2 separate regions of the Mus musculus genome follow, and region 2 is linked to region 1. The links are chromatin contacts, called in public HiChIP or PLAC-seq maps. All regions are on one chromosome and are shown on one strand. The core of a region is the stretch at or near the end of the contact, and the rest is flanking DNA. Distances in the headings are between cores, read along the strand shown.

The links. HiChIP or PLAC-seq counts read pairs in DNA pulled down with a chosen protein or histone mark.
Region 2: a contact with region 1 is called in a RAD21 HiChIP or PLAC-seq map of pro-B cells, with 5 times the contacts expected there. The contact joins two enhancer-like sites. A contact is called at or near these places in 2 of 15 datasets of contacts at CTCF or cohesin (large pre-B cells and pro-B cells), 9 of 484 Hi-C or Micro-C datasets (the AML12 cell line, cerebral cortex, conventional type 1 dendritic cells and 4 more) and 9 of 115 datasets of contacts at active chromatin or transcription factors (astrocytes, differentiating embryonic stem cells, embryonic basal ganglia and 5 more).

What each region holds. Positions count from the first base shown.
Region 1 is chr14:25,122,662-25,125,537 of GRCm38.p6, reverse strand. No RefSeq gene overlaps it. Among named protein-coding and RNA genes, the nearest start is that of Gm32224, 3.9 kb to the left of the region's middle. Within about 2 kb of position 1,432, at least 20 of the 459 cell types and tissues checked have an H3K27ac peak or open chromatin away from gene starts, as enhancers often do. A contact at or near this core is called in pro-B cells, where this site is marked.
Region 2 is chr14:25,324,678-25,327,553 of GRCm38.p6, reverse strand. All of the region lies in intron 1 of Zmiz1os1 (a long non-coding RNA gene), which reads left to right. Among named protein-coding and RNA genes, the nearest start is that of Gm41113, 53 kb to the left of the region's middle. Within about 2 kb of position 1,428, at least 12 of the 459 cell types and tissues checked have an H3K27ac peak or open chromatin away from gene starts, as enhancers often do. A contact at or near this core is called in pro-B cells, where this site is marked.

The sequences.
Region 1 (2,876 bases), core at 183-2,682:
AATTGCACACAAAAACAGTGTTGTTGTGTGTCATATTTTGTGGGGGAGTACATGCAGTCTCACATGTGTACATATGTGCATGTGTGTGCATGTGTATGTGTGTGCATGTGTATGTGATATATAGAGAGGGGGAGGGGGAAGGAGAGGAAGAGAGTGCATGTAACCAGCAGTCAAGGTCAAGTGTCCTCCGTATTGCCCAGTACCTGATTTCACTGAACTTGGAGTTCACCACGTGCCTAAAGTCACTCGGCTCCAGGCATCCTCCTGGCTCCACGTCTCTGTGCTGGGATTACAGGTGCACACTCACAGCACATGGCGTTTTACCTGTGTGCTGGAGTTTGAACTCAGGTCCTACTGCTTACACATGTGCCTTCCGACCTAGCCATCTCCCCATCCATCCCCTTGCCACGTGTTGTTTGAGTATTGTAGGTGTATGCATTTCTATGCAAAGCGCACAGCATTGGATGTTGAAAAAAATGAGCAACTTGAGGCTCAGAGAGGCAGAGCAACTTACCCGGCTCACACAGCCTCTACTTGCTGTACTTTTGCCAGATCCCCATCCCTGAGCCTAGAGGTGAAATCCCTGCTCCTTAGCCAGCATCCGTTCTTCACAAGCTACCCAGGCCATTACTGAAGTGTGAACGTTAGGAAAGAAGGCTTTGCCAGCCAGCCATGGCATGTCACCACCCTGATATACTGAAGAGGGTCATTTTCACCTCTGCCGTGTAACATTGGGTATACATTTTTCTCTTTCTGCCCCTGTGGTCCATATCTATAAAATGTGTTCAGTACCCTCCTTCTAGGGATGTGAGATACTAGTTCATTTTTTCAACCCTCTAAGTAATTTCTCTGTAAGTGATTTGCGGATTCCCAGCTCAGGACATTCCACCCCCTTTGAACCACTGCCCGAGCTCACTTTTGCATTAATATCTGACCACCCTGCCCTGCAGACCTATCCACAGAGGGATATTAAATGCACCATGCCGTTTTCTACGAAGCAGCTCTACAGCACACTCAACTCCCCACCTTGAATGTGGTTGCTACTGGGTTTCAGAAGCAATGAGAGGATCCCTAAAAAGGAAAGAGTGGGGAGGCAATGGATGGTCAGACACAAAAACAAGTGTGGATGTGTTTTTGACTGCAGGTGCAGTGCAGCCTGGGGTGGGGGCAGTAGCTGGAACAGCTAGTAGCTAACAAGGGATCGCCCCCTGCAGGGAGAAGGTGCTGGACCCCAGCATGGTGGCTAGTGGGACTTGCAGGCTCCTGGTTCCCTGATCTCAGGGCTGCCTCCACTTTGCAGCCTCTGTCCCTGAGCCTGGCTCCTGCCAACGTTTATCCACAGCAGCCTCACAGCCACTGCAGAGCAAACAAAGGCAGAGGTGCTCCTGTAGACAGCGCACCACGGCTGGGAAACAGGGGCTGTCTGTACCTTTCGATGCTGTCACCCCATTAATCTTGTACCTCTGCAGCCCTTCTGAAGAGCACACTCAGAGTGGCCCATTCATTACAGCTCTAATAACAGCGGCGGGCATGAAAGTGCCAGGCTGTGGAGGAGCCGGCCTCTGTAGCTGCACAAAGCCAATACTTTTTAAATACATTTACACAGCAATAAATAAAAGCGGTCTCAGTTTACCTCGGTATTAAACTCTATTTGCGCGTCAGAGTTAAGGGCCGCATTTGTGTCTTGCTATTCAAATTTATTCGTGTGCAGCTCTGAGCCCGACTGCATTTATTTCATCGTGTAGTAATGGTGGCTGAAGCTTAAGGGGCCTTTCATCACCAGGCTGCCCTCATTAAGGGCTCTGCTCCAGGCTCCTGGGCTCAATTCGGCCACCGTGAAGACCACCCCCATTAACCAGAGGGAAGGACAAGGCAAAGAACTGATAGGGCTTCATTAGCCTCCCCTGGCAGCTGGCTGGCCAGGAGCCAGGGACTAGTAAGGTCCCTGTCCCCCAAACTCTGCCACAGAGATGATTCCCTAAAGGGTTAGATGTATCTTCCACCCACCCTTCCTCCACGTACAATATTGAGTCCCAGGGGCATCGCTAGAGCAGGTGGGGCTCTGGCACGGCAAAGATCCATTCAAGATCATTCTGACCTTGGATGGCTTGTTTCAAGGCTGGTCAGTTTGGGAGCATGTTCACCATTGGAAGCAGTTCAATGCAACCGCTGTGGACAATTCCTTCCCTCCACAGGCAGCTCAGAGTTCAACGGGCCCCTCTGCTTTCCTTCAGAGGCTCTGGGACGAGGAAAAAGAACACCATCGATGTTCAAGCTTGGCGGGCAATAAATCTCTTGCCTGTAGCTTGTGGAAACACTGTCCAGAGGCCTTCTGATATTAGGAACCCAAAGCTCCAGAACTTCAAATCCTCGAACATTGTCCTTGGGTTGAGGCCAAGGCAAGTAGGCACATGGTACCTGCTGGCCATGGCCGGAGGACTTTCCGGGATGGGGTGGGGCTCTGTGTAGATAATAAAGACAAGGTTTGCATTTGTCGGTAGAGGAGGAATGCATGCGCCTGTGGAGGTCAGAGGTCAACTCACAACATCACTTGTACAGGAGCCCTCTACCTTGTTCCTTTGAAACAGTCTCTCCCTTGTACTTGAAGCTCTATGCTTTCAGCTATGCCGATTGACCATGGAGCCCCAGGGACCAGCTTGTCTCTCCCTCCCCAATGTTGGAATTACAAGGTCATGCCACCATAACCTTTTCACATGAGTGCTAAGGGATCCAAATTCAGGTCCTCGTGCTTGTGCAACAAGTACTTTATTGACCGTAGGGATTTGTGACATCAACGGAAGAGCCTCAAGAAGGTGTCATGAGAATACCTGGATCCCCTTACATGTGTCAAATGGTGGCATCTTATTTCCAAGCAA
Region 2 (2,876 bases), core at 179-2,678, 200 kb before region 1:
AAGGGTCTTCTCATAAAAGGACATTTTTATGGCTGTACCCAAGTATGGTGGTTTGAATATGCTTGGCCCAGGGGACTGTTGCTTTTAGGAGGTGTGGTCTTGTTGGAGGAAGTGTGTCACTGTGTAGATAGGCTTTGAGGGCTCCTAGTGCTTCATCTCTACCCAGTGTGGAAGAAGGAGTCAGTCTTCTTCCTGGCTGCCTTCAGATCAAGATGTCGAATTCTCAGCTCCTTCTCCAGCACCATGTCTTCCTGGACACTGCCATGCTTCCTGCCCTGATGATAATGGGCTGAACTTCTAAAACTGTAAGCCAGCCTCAATGAAATATTTTCCTTTGTAAGAGTTGCCTTGGTCATGGTGTTTCTTCACGGCAATAAAGCCCTAACTAAGACACCAAGTCTGGATTAAATAAAAATTGTTTACCTTTATTTCATTTATTTTAATGACCCTAACATATGTTCCTACAATCTATCCCCAATATTTACACACTTCTGAGTACCCTTCCTTATCCTCCCGTTCAGCTTTCACTCTTTTGCAGGGGTCTCCATGCATGGTACAAGATAGGAAGGAGGACTTTGTGATTGTGGAGACAGCTGGAGATCCAGTATTTGCTTTTTAGACAGATGTCTCAGCATCCATGTGGCTCTGTCACCACTTGGAATCACAACTCATCACAGGCTGGCTGGAGAGATGGCTCAGTGGTTATAAGCACTTGCTGCTTTTCCAGAGGTCTTAGATTCTGTTCCCAGTGCCCACCAGAACTCTAACTCCAGTTACAGAGGATCCAACATGACCAGGTACACATGGTGCACAGACATACATACAGCCAAAACTCTCATACAAATTAATCAAAAATAATTCTTTTGAGACAGCATTTCTCTGTGTAGCCCTGACTGTCAAAGAACTCATTTTGTAGTCCAGACTGGCCTCAAACTCAGATATCCTTCTACCCCTGCCTCCTGAGTCCTGGAATTAAAGGTGTGCAGCACCACTGCCTGGCAAAAATAAATAAATAAATAAATAAATCTTAACAACAAGGACTAAGTCATAATGACAGACCTACAGGGCACATGGGGACATAAATGCCAGAGGCTACCCTACCTGAACGTTTAGAAAAGTATCCCAAAGGAGCTCATTGGGCTTCAGAGTCTTGGAGACCAGCCCCTACTGCCACAGCGGGCCACTATAGATGAGAAGGGCCATGAGCAGAAGTTGGCTGGCACATGCCAAATCTAGCCTTTCTAGCCATCTCATTTCCCAGGGGACACATTTTATACAAATATCAGGATAAGATGGAAACAGATGCAAGGCACACAGGGACCAGCCAAGAGACATTTCCCTAGGGCCAGATGATCTGGGAAGGGCTGCCTATCTCTCTTTCAGTCCTGGATAAGAGTCTAGCCACCCGCCCTCCCAAGAGACCACCAGGAGGTGGGGCTCAGGTTCCTGCTTCTTCTCTCTTTTCACCACAGCACATCTGGTGTGGTACCATACTCTCTTGTCAACCTGTGGAAGTGAAACTTTCTCTGCTGAGACCAAGAAAGGCAAGCAAGTGAGGATGGGGAGGAAACGACACAGATAGTGGACTGGCTGCATGTCCCAGGTTTATGATGGCGTCCTATTGAGAAACAGTGGTACTTATTTGCTGCTGAAGAACAAGGGCTCACATAGCATGAGCTACTTTCCCAGAGCTACTTAGAAAACAAGGGCAAGCTTGTACTTTTCTGAATTTTTTGTGGCTGGATTGAAGTTGCTTTTTTCTTGGGTTCTCATGTTTAAGGATGGAGATTGAACAGGATTCTCTCGTCTCCCTGATCATTCCTTGGCTCATTTACTTGTCCATCTATCCGTCTATCCATCCATCTATTCTATCCATCCATCAATCTATTCACCTACCCATCTATCCACCTATCTATCTATCTATCTATCTATCTATCTATCCATCCATCCACCCATTCCATCTATCATCGATCCATCTATCCATCCATCCATCCATCCATCCATCCATTCTATTCATCCATCCATCCATCCATCCATTCAATCCATCCATCTATCCATCTATTCATCCATCCATCCATCCATCCATCCATTCATCCATCTATCCACCCACCCACCCATCCATCCATTCAATTCCCCCATCCCATTCCATCCATCCATCCATCCATCCATCCATCTCATCCATCCATCCATCCATCCATTCCATCCATCAATCACCCATCCATCTATCCATACCATCCATCCATCCATCCATCCATCCCTCTGTCCATCCATTCCATTCATCCATCCACCCATCCATTTCATCTATACATCTACCCATCCATTCATTTATCCATCTATCCTATCCCACCCCATCCATCTATCCATCTATCCATCTATCCATTCACCCATCTATCCCATCCCATCCACCCATCCATCCATTATATCCATCCATCATCCATCCATCCGTCCATCCACCCACCCAATACTTGATGAGTTGGTTGAGTAGACAGCAGTTATCCTTATGAAACCTGAGTTTTTATAGAAGAGGGAAGAGGTGGGGGAGATAGATGAGTAATGCACACTATGTATGAACATGTGTATATCGAGACGTAGAAAACCATTTTCTACAACTCAGTCTGTAAGTGATGTATCCAGCACTATAGAGAAACCCAAAGCTATCACGGGTAGGCTGAGAAGCTCAGGGACACGGGGGTCTCTTTAACAAGCTCTTCTGACCATACTATAGCCCTATGATAGGTGCTAAAGTGCAGCTCTCACTCCTTTCTAGACCCTTAAGACCCTTCAGGTACTGGCTTGCTCAGCTCTGTCATTTAGGCAGAACCAGGGTTGCATGTGTGCCAGGCTGTGGACATGGTGATATGACCTTTGTGGCCCTT